Linked DNA regions of Sus scrofa: regions 1 and 3 are each linked to region 2. A link is a contact called in public Hi-C and promoter capture Hi-C data. All regions are on one chromosome and are shown on one strand. Each heading gives the region's core, a stretch centred on a gene start, on an enhancer-like site or on the middle of the called end of the contact. The rest is flanking DNA. Distances are from core to core; before and after follow the strand shown.

Region 1 (3,562 bases), core at 673-3,172, 100 kb after region 2:
AGAGCCTTCTTGATCCTAGGGATCCTGTAGGTTCCTCCTCCATAGGGGTGACATTTAGTTCTCCCTGGCCCTGGCCCCACCCTGGCTGTCAGCCCTGATACCCACCTCCTCCAAGGACAGCCACTGCTTCTCGTTCCCAGCCCCACGGTAGACCAAGCTGCCCGGCCCTGGAAGGCAGGGCAAGGGGGCAGGGGTCCAGGAGACCAGGCAGCTCAGCCTCCACCCCTCCTCCCAGTGTGAGCTGTGGCCAGGAGGGGCTGGGGGCGGGGCTGGGCCCTGCCACTGGTCCCCAGGGAAACCCAGCTCCATGTGAACAGAAGTGGGCAGCCAGCCCGGGGCCTGATGGGCTTGGGGGAAAAGGAGGCCTGGCACACAGCCCTGGCTTCTACCCTACTCCTCTGCTCTTCACAAATGCCCCTGGTGTTGAGGTCATGCCCAGGAAACCGAGGGGCCAAGGGCTTGCCAAGGTCAAGCAGCAGGTAGGGGCATCCAGGTGGCCTTCCAACCCCTCCCATCTTAGTTTGTTCCCTCAAGCCATGGGGCTGGGGAAGAGGCCACCCTGTCAACAAAGGAAGCCCCGCAGCCAAGGACCTCTCAAGGCCACAGGGTGGGCCTTCTGGAAGATGCAGCTTCCACACTGGACTTTGGAAGGCCCAGGACAAAGGCGTAGCTGCCTTGTTTACATGACCTCGGCAGGCTGAGGCCCACCTGGTCTTCTCCAGATTTCTTCAAGGGCCTGGGTGGGTGTCTGAGAGCAGGGAGCCAAGAGGGAGGAAAGGCTGGAGAAGGCTTGTCTATTGCCTGGCCCCTGGTGTCACCTGCCCTGGAGGGCCATCACAGGTGAGGAGGCAGTGTCAACTGAAGGCCACCTGGGCGCACCCATGCTCCTTCCCCCAAGGCAGGTCTGTAAAACTGAGCCACCACCTGCCCCACCTGCTCCTCCCTGGCATGAGGGTGCCCCTCCCCAGATCCTGGCTGTCCCTTTGCCTCTGCCCTGCCTGCCACCTTCGTGCCTGGCCTCAGGCCTCACTGTTGGGCCACAGATTCCAGAAAAAGTGGGACTTCAATTTGCCACCAGGTGCCTGTGCATGCGGCTCCCTCCCTTTCCTGGGGACCAGGTGTCTTCCCTCCAGGGTCTTGGGCCTACTGAGGGACTAAACCTCCAGGCCTACTGAGTGCCAGGCTGGCATGGAGCCTCCTACCTCCAGATGTCCCTACTCAAGGCAAAGGTCCTGGCCAGGGGCACCAGGAGAGGGTACCCCAAGTTTCTGGAGTGCTGTCCCTTGTCCACACACTACCCAAAGCCAAAAAGCTATAACAGTGCTAACTACCTACCAGGAGCCGGCGTCTTGTCCCTGGACCAGTCCCAGGGCCCAGCGGTGCCGGTGGGGCAAAACTGCTCCCCTCTCAGCCCCGGACTTGCTCTTCTCCGGGGATCCCTGGGCCCTTCTCAGGCGCACCCTGAGGGGTTCCTTCCTGCCGCTCCCGCCCTCAGTGGCTCCCGGCGTCCTGAGGGCTGCGGCCCTTCCCTCCTACCCCTCGGGGCTCAGGGCAAGTCTCCCGCCTTTGCGCGTAGCCCTGCTCCCCGAAGCCCTTGCCAGCCATCTTCCCGCTCCGGCCAGGTTCCCGGACCCGCCGGGCAGCCCAGGAAGGCGACTGGCACACAGTAGGGCCCCGCGGCGAGCGGGCGGCACGGCGGGGGAGGGGAGAAGGAAGGGGGCGCCCGGGCCGCCCTTCCCCTCCGGGCGGCCGCCCCCCAGTCCCCCACGGGCCAGCCCGGGGCGCGGGGCGGGGCGGGTGCCGGCCCGGGCGGACCCGCGGGCTCACCTGCGCTCGGCGCGGGCGTCCGCTCCGGAGCCGCTGGGGCCGCGGCGGGGCGGGGCCGGCGCTGCGGCGACACTGCGGCCCGGCGACCGGTGCAAATGGGGCGCCCGGGCGGGACGCTGGGCGGGGCGGGGGCGGGGGAAGGCCGCAGGCGCCCGGACGGGTCTGGGTCGCCGGCATCTTCGCGACCCCAAGGGGTGCCATGCTGGGCCGAGCTCCAGTCTTTTTCCTTTTCTTTCTTTCCCAATTCTCAGAACGTCTGCGGGCGGTGTGGGGCAAGTTGAATCACCCGCAGAAACCTCCCCAAGAAAGAAAAACCAAACAGCTCCTGACGGCCCAAGACACCCTGGCCAGCTGTCCTCCCCTCTGCTCTGTCCACACGCAGAACGTTCTACTTTATATTTGGTTACATTTTCTCTTTCCCACTTGTCATTATACCAGGAGAACGTTATATTCATAAATTACAATGGTGCATTGGGAGTTGTGTCCCCTCCTCCAAGAAACTCTTCCAGCAGCCTTCCAAGACTGTCTCAGCCCTGCTGCTTGGCTCCTGGCCCCTCAGGTTTCCTTATGCTGTCCAGATCTCTGCGCTGAACTCAGGTAGGGTTTGTCTCTCCAGCAAACCGGGTTTCAGTGACCATGTGGGAGATGAAAGAAGCAAGTGTTCCAGGACATGGTGGTTCATCCAGCACTAAGCACATGGGGCCACCAACTGTTGTCCTGTCATCATTGCTCCTTTGTTAGCTTTGCCATCTCCCCCTTTCTGGGCCTTGCTCCCCTTAGGTAAGGACGACAAGGACAGTAGCAACAGTCCCCTGTGCCAGGCTGACCAGCCTCCGTGGCAGCCCAGGGGGCAAGTACAACTGCCCTCATTTTACAGAAGGGGAATCTCAGGGAGGCTGAATCACACCAGGGGCAGGAACAGGGTCTACGTGGGTCACACGCTGCAGGTGGGTGTGGGGCGAGGCCTGGAGGGACAGGCAGCTCTGCTCAATCCATCCCTCTGAGGCCATGTTAGGTTTCCATAGCAAGATTGTTGCCACGGTCACAGGAGTCCTGCTGTCACTGGGCAGATGGTGTTGCTTGAGCCTGGTGGCCTTGGCCTCCAAAGAGCCTGTCCCTGCTCCACACGTGTGCTGACCTTGCAGCCCTACCCACCTCCAACAGCCCCCTAGTCAGGAATGCAGTGTGCCCCATAAATAACCATGGCTGTGGCTTAGCTTGCACTTCTTCCTCTGATCTTCACAACAGCCAAGGAGGAAGGTTCTCAGTACCATCTTCATTTCACAGATGTGGAAACTGAGGTTCAGAGAAGTTAGAGACTCTGCAAAGCCACACTGCTACTGAGAGGCAGGGCAGAGATGTAGGTCCTGGCTGGCCAGCTGGCCAAGGCTGCAGGGTCTCCAATGCAGTTTCAGTCCTAATCTGTGACCTTTGTGAGTCAGTGAACCCCTTCTTCCCTGGGTTCCCCAAGAATCTGGGGGTGACTGCAATGCCCTCTAGCTCAGGCTGCCTCCAAGACACCATGACAGGTGAGCCAGGGGGACACCAAGGGCACTCAGGATGTGGGGTGGGGGCTGCGAGCTTGGGATGCCAGAGATGACACTGAGAGGACCAGGTCAGAGTGGGGTCTGTAAAGAGGCCAATGACCAGGGGAGATGCCCTGACAAAGGGGGAACCCTCTGTGGCAGCCTCTGCCCTGAGGGCGGACTCTGGCTGCCCCCTGGTGCGGCAGAAA
Region 2 (3,604 bases), core at 419-2,918:
AGGCTAGGGGCTGAATTGGAGCTGCGGCCGTTGGCCTATACCACACCCACAGCAACAGGGTACCTGAGTTGAACTTGCAACCTACACCGCACCCTGAAGCAATGCTGGATCCTTAACCCACTGAGTGAGGCCGGGAATCAAATTTGCATCGTCACTGACACTACGTTGGGTTCTTAACCCACTAAGCCACAACAGGAACTCCTTTTTTCCTCTTAACAACTGTCAAGAAGCTTTTTTTTTTTTTTTTTTTTTTTTTTTTTGTCTTTTTGCTATTTCTTTGGGCCGCTCCCGTGGCATATGGAGGTTCCCAGGCTAGGGGTCGAATCGGAGCCACAGCCACTGGCCTACGCCAGAGCCACAGCAACGCGGGATCCGAGCCGCGTCTGCAACCTACACCACAGCTCACGGCAACGCCAGATCATTAACCCACTGAGCAAGGGCAGGGACCGAACCTGCAACCTCATGGTTCCTAGTCGGATTCGTTAACCCCTGCGCCACGACGGAACTCCCCCTGTCAAGAATCTTAAAGAATTGGTCCTGGGACACCAGCTGGTCTTCTCCCCGGGTGCCAGCCTTCCTTTCTACCAACACTTTTGGCTTTCCAGCAGTGTGAGCAGCCCAACCTGAGTTCGGTAACACCGAGTCTGTTCAACTCTTAATTAAACTAGCTATCAGTTTCCGTTTCAAGGAAGACAAAATGCTTAAGCCCTGAACCAAGTGGTCAAGAGAACATTGTGCACTATTCCAAAATGACCAAAGCAGAATAAAACCCTGAACTGTTTGCAAAGGGCAGAGGTTTGGAGATGATAAGGTGAAATTAGCTCCTTGCTCACAGTCTGCAGAGGCAGCGGCTGAAGGAATGAGTCCTAGGCGCCCAATCAGGGTGTTTCGGGGAGAGAGGAGCGTCTCTCCGCCCCGGTTCTCGCTGCTGCGTCCCTCTGCGCCGTGCACCAAGCCTGAACTTCGCCCCCGCCACCTCCGCCCTCGCTGCCTTCAAGAGAGGATCCCGACCTGGTTTCAGGGTTCCTCCTGGGACCCGCAGCGCCAGTAGCGCCAGTCTTGCCAGGGCCTCCCTCTGCCCGCGCGCTGGAAGAAAGGCGTGCTCCCATCTGCTGCTCATGACAAGGGAGCATCTGGGCCCTCATGTCACAGACAAGGAACCCAAGTCTCCGCAAAGCCAGTCCACACGGGGAGGAAAGATAGAGCCGGGATCCACCCCTGCTCTCTCCACACCGCTCGCTGAGCCGCAGGCTCTCCCCGCTCCACTTCGTTCAGCGAACGTTAACCGAGCGCCCACAAGGTCGGGGCGCGCGGGAAGGCGCAGCTGGGCCCCGGCTCCCGGCCGGCCCAGCCCGAGGCCCGGGGCTCGCGTAGGAACGGAGACGGCTCGGGCAGAGGGTCTAGGTGGCCGCCAGGTAATTGGGATAGACCACGCGCGACTCCCGCCACTCACCTGAGAGACCCACAGGGTCGCTCGCTTTAGGGATGGAGGCCGCCATTCGGCGAACCGGCGCCGAAATGTCGTCATCAAGCTGCGCGTGGCGTCACCTCCCCTTTACAAACGGGAAAAGCGCCGCTTTCTCTTTGGGCTGCTTCTTTAAAAGGCGCGTGCGCAAAGTGTAGTCCCGTGGGTTTATGGGACCGCAAGGGGGCGCCCACCTAGGAAAAGAGCGCGCGTGCACGTAAGGCCTGTGCGTTACTGCCTAGAGGCGCGCCTCCTACCGGACCCGGCGCGAAACAGTACACTCTGGGTCCAACGGGCATTTATTGATCGCCCACGGTATGCCAGCGTGAGATACTCTGGATGCCGTCACCGCCGTGAGAGCGTAGAGAAGACCAGTCGCCGAAGAGCGGGTCTCCTTCCAACGCCCGGCGCCGCCCGGGCCCGGATCTGAGCGCCGGATGGCAGGGGAGCTGCTGGGAGAGGAGGGCGCGGCGGGCCGGTAGGGGGCGCGGCGGGGCTGTACCGGGTGGGGGACCCAGCCGCAAGCAGATGGCGGCGCCAGGCGCGGGGCCCGGGCCGGGGGCGCCACCAGGGCTGGAAGCGGCCCTACAGAAGCTGGCGCTGCGGCGGAAGAAGGTGCTGAGCGCCGAGGAGACGGAGCTGTTCGAGCTGGCTCAGGCTGCGGGCGGCGCCATGGACCCCGAAGTGTTCAAGTGAGCGCGCGGCGGAGTCGGGTTTCGGGGTTCCGGGGGACTGACGGCCCGGGCGAGGAAGGCTCACCGCGCGCCGGGTCTGTTCTCTCTAGGATCCTGGTGGACCTGCTAAAGCTGAACGTGGCGCCCCTCGCCGTATTCCAGATGCTGAAGTCCATGTGCGCTGGGCAGCGGCTGGCGAGCGAGCCCCAAGACCCCGTGGCCGTGCCCCTGCCCACGACCAGCGTGCCTGAGACCCGAGGTCAGAGCTGGGCCTGGGCGGCGGGTGTAGGGCGGGAGCGGGAGGTGGGCAGTGCCTGGCACATCGGGGCTTGCTTAGCCCTGAGTAGCCAGGCTTTTCTGTTGCTTTTGTCCCGGGACTGCTCCAAGGGCTGGCCCTTTGGGCTCCTGTCCCCAGCTTCAACTTTGCTACCACCTTCGAGGATGCACATCCAGATCAGGTAGATGCAGGATGGGTGGCCAAAGCAGACCAGGCCTCCTCTGGGACTTGTGTACACTGGCGTCTTGCCACCTCTGCATTCCTGTCTTCATCCCATGAACATGGAAACAAAGTGGCTTTGGTTCCTGTTCTCGTGGCACTTGTCGCCTCAACTGAAGAGACCTTCCTGCGCCCCCTTGTCTGCACCCTACCCGGCCCAAGTCCTGCCCAGGAGTCCCAACAGCTAAGCTTCCATCCTTGGGGCTGCAGATGGACCTCAGTCTGGACCGTCATGGCTGAGAAATGAGCAAGTGCTGGTGACCAGGGTGACGTGGTGGAGCTCTTACTCTCCTTGCTTGTCACTTCTGCTCCCAATTTTTAGAAACCCTCTGAAAGGCAGCAGAACCTTGGCCAGAAACACCCTGAGAAGGGGCTGATATTGGGTGGAGGGGCAGTCAGGCCCTGTGGGTGGGAGCGCCAGGGCCCCAGGCACTGTGCCCCCATTCTGAGAGGCCTTGAGTGCTGGAGTGCAGGCCTCCTCACTGATGTACACTGTCTGCTCTCTTTGTGTCTCTCTCCGACCTCCAGAGGCCTCCTTTCTCTCTGCCAAGAACTGTACCCCCCCTGCAAGGCCCTCCTTTTCCTCGGCCCGGCAGACTGCGGCCTCTCCGATTCTGCTCCACGGCCCAGCTGCCTCGCACTCGCCTCTCTCTCCAGGGCCCCCCGGTTCCCTCCGGTTCTCTTGCTGCCTGTTCTCTCCTTTTGAAGGTTGCGTTTATTAGTTTATCTCTGGGGGTTGGTGCTCTCTCCTGTTTCCACGGAAACTACCATGGCCCCCAGAAAGCTAGAGCAGCATTGAGCTGCAAGAGCAGGACCTGGCTGGCCATCCCACCATGCAGCTTAGTGACAGCAGTGATGGGCCCAACCTCCCTCTTCCCAGAGGCTAACTACCGGTATGACTTGTGTGCTCTGCGGAGGTGCCCTGGCCCCAGGGGAGGACACCTGAGGGTCGGGGAAGGGACAGTTCGC
Region 3 (3,809 bases), core at 1,055-3,554, 71 kb after region 2:
AAATCTCTAACAAATTTCACTGACCTGGAAATGTTCATTAAACCTTTTGTAACAGGTTTGCAGACCTTAGAGTTATACGTGGGGGTTGAAATCCTCCACTCACCATGATCTCTGGAAGGCAAGGACATCCATAGAGGTTTCAGCTGGGCAGCACCATGGTGAGGTGTAGTGTCCTGTACCGATTCCCCTCCTCACTGGCTGAATTCCTGAGCCAGGCGAAGATTGGTCTGTGGAAAGGTACAGGTCACAGCTTTGTCCATAGAAGCTCCTTCTTTTTTCTTTTTTTTTTCTTTTTTCTTTTGAGGGCCACACCCATGGCATATGGAGGTTTCCAGGCTAGGGGTCAACTCGGAGCTATAGCTGCTGGCCTGTGCCAGAGCCACAGCAACATGGGATCTGAGCTGTGTCTGTGACCTACACCACAGCTCATGGCAGTGCTGGATCCTTGACCCACTGAAGCGAGTTCAGGGATCAAACCCGCAACTTCAAGATTCCTAGTCAGATTTGTTTTTGCTGCGCCACAACAGAAACTCCCATAGAAGCTTCTGAATCTTAGAAGATGGTTCTGCCCCAGATGGACTGTGTTGAACTCTCATGGCTTCCAGTCCTTTTTGTTAGTCTGTGACTTCACCATTTTTTCAGGGGTATACTATTTCCAAGGAGTCTTTTCTGTGTTTAAGTTATTTCATTATAAAAAGGCAAGTATGGTGCAAAATATTAAAATGGTCCAAAAAGCTGGTGAAAAGCTGAAGTCCTCTTCCCTTTCAGAGCTTTGTCCTTCAAGAGATACTCTGTGCGTATTCACATCATGCTTCTTGGTAGTGATCTTGACAGCAAGAGGCCAGCAACACAGGCAAAGAAAATACACTCTTTTCATGTAGGTGACAGACTTGACTCATCGCACACAGGTAGCCAAAGGGAAAAGCAAGGTGGCAGCCATCCTGTTTGGAAGGGCTGGCCAGCCTGGTCTTAGAGCTGGGGGGTAGGGGGCACCCCTTGATCAGATCAGAACCCCCTGTACATGCCCCCTGCTCCCAGTTCCTCTGGAGAAGAGCTGCGTCAAGCTGGTGCTGGCTGCCAGCTGCTCCTTAGGTCAGGGCCAGCCATCTGTCCGCACTCTACCAGTTGTTTGTCCTCCAGCATGGTATCTCCCAGCTTTGGTTGTTACTCTGTAAGTATTTTGAAGTATAAACACTCAGGTAGAATTCAACTTGCTCTGCTTTCTACCAAGTATACAATACACCTTGGACATATTTACAGGCCAGGGCAGGTTCTTCATTCCTTTTCATCATGGTACCGTGTTTTACTGTAGAGATGTGTGATAACTTGTTCCCCAGGAAGGACATGTTTCCAGTTTTGCCATTTCAAACAGTACCCTAAACTAAATACATAAAAATCTCTATACATGTAGCTTTTGCTCTTATGTGGGTAAATCCAAAACGTGACAGTATTGGGTCAAAGAATATTAAATGTTGTCAGATACTGCCAAAAAAGAAAGTACCAATTCCCATGGGGCCTTGTTTTAAAAAACAAGGTACCATTTTTCACGCCACAGTATAAACGTCTCCATCTGTTCCCCTTCTCTGGCAGGTGGGCATCAACTACCAGCCCCCCACGGTGGTCCCAGGGGGAGACCTGGCCAAGGTGCAGCGGGCCGTGTGCATGCTGAGCAACACCACGGCCATCGCCGAGGCCTGGGCCCGCCTGGACCACAAGTTCGACCTCATGTACGCCAAGCGTGCCTTCGTGCACTGGTACGTGGGGGAAGGCATGGAGGAGGGCGAGTTCTCGGAGGCCCGGGAGGACCTGGCGGCTCTGGAGAAAGATTACGAAGAGGTGGGCGTGGACTCGGTGGAAGCGGAGGCCGAGGAGGGGGAGGAGTACTGAGCGGGAGGGCGAGGCGGCCCCCCTTCACCCTGCTCTGTAACGTTCCAGATGTGTTTACCTATTAAAGTTTCTGTATTGAGTGTCGTCTGCTCCTGTGTTGCTCTTCGGCCAAGTTCCCCGACCAGATACTTGCCTTTTCCGAGCGAATTCCTAGGGAAAAATCATGTTTCCTCCCAAAGAGAAAAAATGAGGCACCTCAGTTGCTGTATTACTTCCAGAATAAGAGTATAAGGCCAGTGGGGAAATCGGGGAAAATGTTTTAAGTTTAAACACTCCGGATCCTTCGCGCCCTTCCTCCGGGACCGGAAGCGGTCCGGGTCACAGTCGCGGGACCACAGCGTTCACCCTCCTCGCCCCGTCCTCTGGAGGAGCTGCCCCAGAGCCTCCCTCCCGTCCACAAGGGGCACCTCTCATCAGAGGCATGCGTGCCCGCCCAGCCAGGGCTCCGCATCGCACGACCAGCCCGTTCTTGTCAGAGTCGTTTCGGTCCTGCGCGCGGCGCCCCGCAGGCCGACCACTTCCGGGGCCCGCTCCGCCCCTCAGCGAGCGCCGCGCGCTTCCGGGTCTCTATGGTACCGACTTCCGCCGCGAGCCACATCTCGCGAGACTTCGGCGGCGCAGCAATGGCGAGACCGTAAGTGCCGCTGACGGGAGACGGGAGAGTGGGTTGGGAAGGGCCTCTGACGAGATCGGGCCGGTGTGGACGCGCCAGGACGGGGCCGCCTGGAGCAGGGTGGCGGCTAGGGGCGCGAGGCTTGTCCGGGCCCAGATAGCAGCCCGCAACCGAGTTCCTGCCTCTTCTCCAGATGCCGCGTCACTGCTCCGCCGCCGGCTGCTGCACGCGGGACACGCGAGAGACGCGCAACCGCGGCATCTCCTTCCACAGGTCAGCGCGCGTGCGCGCTGGCGCCGAAAGGGTCACGTGTTCATTAGTCTGTCCTGCCCACCTGAGGAGCCTTCACTGCGCACGCGCTTCGGCGGGTCCGGCGAGGCTTGAGTTAGAGGCTGATGGTGGGCGGAGCTGCGGTGGAGAGGGAACTAGCTGCTGTCAGAGGCACCCTGGTGCAGAGCCAGTCGCTTTACGTTTTGAGGCCTCAGCTTCCTAGTCTGTGTGCCCACAGGGTCCGGGGGCAGCATGAGTCAGGCCGGCCCTTCCCATCCGGTGTGTCGCCGGCGGCCCAGCTCTGACAGGCTTGTTGCCCTACAGGCTTCCCAAGAAGGACAACCCGAGGCGAGGCTTGTGGCTGGCCAACTGCCAGCGGCTGGACCCCAGCGGCCAGGGCTTGTGGGACCCAGCATCCGAGTACATCTACTTCTGCTCCAAACACTTCGAGGAGAACTGCTTTGAACTGGTGGGAATCAGGTGAGCCTCCTGCTGACACCAGGGCAGGCCGCCCTGGTTCTTCCCAGCTCAGAATCTCAATTTCCTCTCCGGACGGAAGCAGTTAGAGACACACACACCCCGGGTATCACTGTGCCAGAGGGTGCTCCTGGAGCCCAGGCACGCCAGCAAAGGCACAAACATAGCCGCTCCTTTCAGGGGGTCAGCCCAGTTCTGGTGGGGCCTTTCCAGTCACCTTAATTCTCAGGAGGCTCTCATGGAGGAGATGGGGTACCTCTTAACTTGGCATCCCCCAAACTAGCTGTTTGCAGTGTGCCTCCCACCTGCCCCAGTGCTAGCCCAGGATCCTGTTCAGGGGCTGGGGGGCTGCAGGCTCCGCACCCTGCAGGTCAGCCTGGGGTGCAGGCCCTCTTCTCTACTTCAGACTGCTTTCCCCTACAGTGGGTACCACAGGCTGAAGGAGGGAGCAGTCCCCACAATATTTGAGTCTTTCTCCAAGTTGCGCCGAACAGCCAAGACCAAGGGGCACAGTTACCCACCCGGCCCCCCTGATGTCAGCCGGCTTCGGCGATGCAGGAAG

Evidence for each region. Promoter capture Hi-C pulls out the DNA fragments that hold promoters and counts their contacts. Hi-C and Micro-C count contacts between places; a contact is called where the count stands out from the background.
Region 1: a contact with region 2 is called in a Hi-C map of embryonic fibroblasts, with 2.7 times the contacts expected there. The contact joins the promoter of AIFM3 here to the promoter of LOC100153925 in region 2. A contact is called at or near these places in 3 of 5 promoter capture datasets (fetal liver, fetal skeletal muscle and liver), 7 of 47 Hi-C or Micro-C datasets (embryonic fibroblasts, epiblast stem cells, fetal liver and 4 more) and 2 of 2 datasets of contacts at active chromatin or transcription factors (alveolar macrophages and skeletal muscle).
Region 3: a promoter capture Hi-C map of liver shows a contact between it and region 2, with 5 times the contacts expected there. The contact joins the promoter of THAP7 here to the promoter of LOC100153925 in region 2. A contact is called at or near these places in 3 of 5 promoter capture datasets (fetal liver, fetal skeletal muscle and liver), 8 of 47 Hi-C or Micro-C datasets (embryonic fibroblasts, epiblast stem cells, heart right ventricle and 2 more) and 2 of 2 datasets of contacts at active chromatin or transcription factors (alveolar macrophages and skeletal muscle).

What each region holds. Positions count from the first base shown.
Region 1 is chr14:50,560,971-50,564,532 of Sscrofa11.1, reverse strand. AIFM3 (apoptosis-inducing factor 3) reads right to left here and starts at 1,922. Exons shown (of 20, transcript XM_021074038.1): 1 at 1,828-1,922.
Region 2 is chr14:50,662,613-50,666,216 of Sscrofa11.1, reverse strand. It overlaps LOC100153925 (mitotic-spindle organizing protein 2B), which reads left to right and starts at 1,668. Exons shown (of 3, transcript XM_001929600.2): 1 at 1,668-2,157; 2 at 2,250-2,398. The coding sequence starts at 1,994. SMPD4 (sphingomyelin phosphodiesterase 4) reads right to left here and starts at 2,729. Exons shown (of 19, transcript XM_001929589.6): 1 at 1,454-2,729. The coding sequence starts at 1,528.
Region 3 is chr14:50,592,273-50,596,081 of Sscrofa11.1, reverse strand. It overlaps THAP7 (THAP domain-containing protein 7), which reads left to right and starts at 2,304. Exons shown (of 4, transcript XM_013983196.2): 1 at 2,304-2,521; 2 at 2,694-2,773; 3 at 3,095-3,250. The coding sequence starts at 2,309. It overlaps LOC100510930 (tubulin alpha-3 chain), which reads left to right. Exons shown (of 5, transcript XM_003133000.5): 5 at 1,591-1,967. The coding sequence ends at 1,887. It overlaps P2RX6 (P2X purinoceptor 6), which reads right to left and starts at 206. Exons shown (of 11, transcript XM_021074045.1): 1 at 104-206. The coding sequence starts at 128.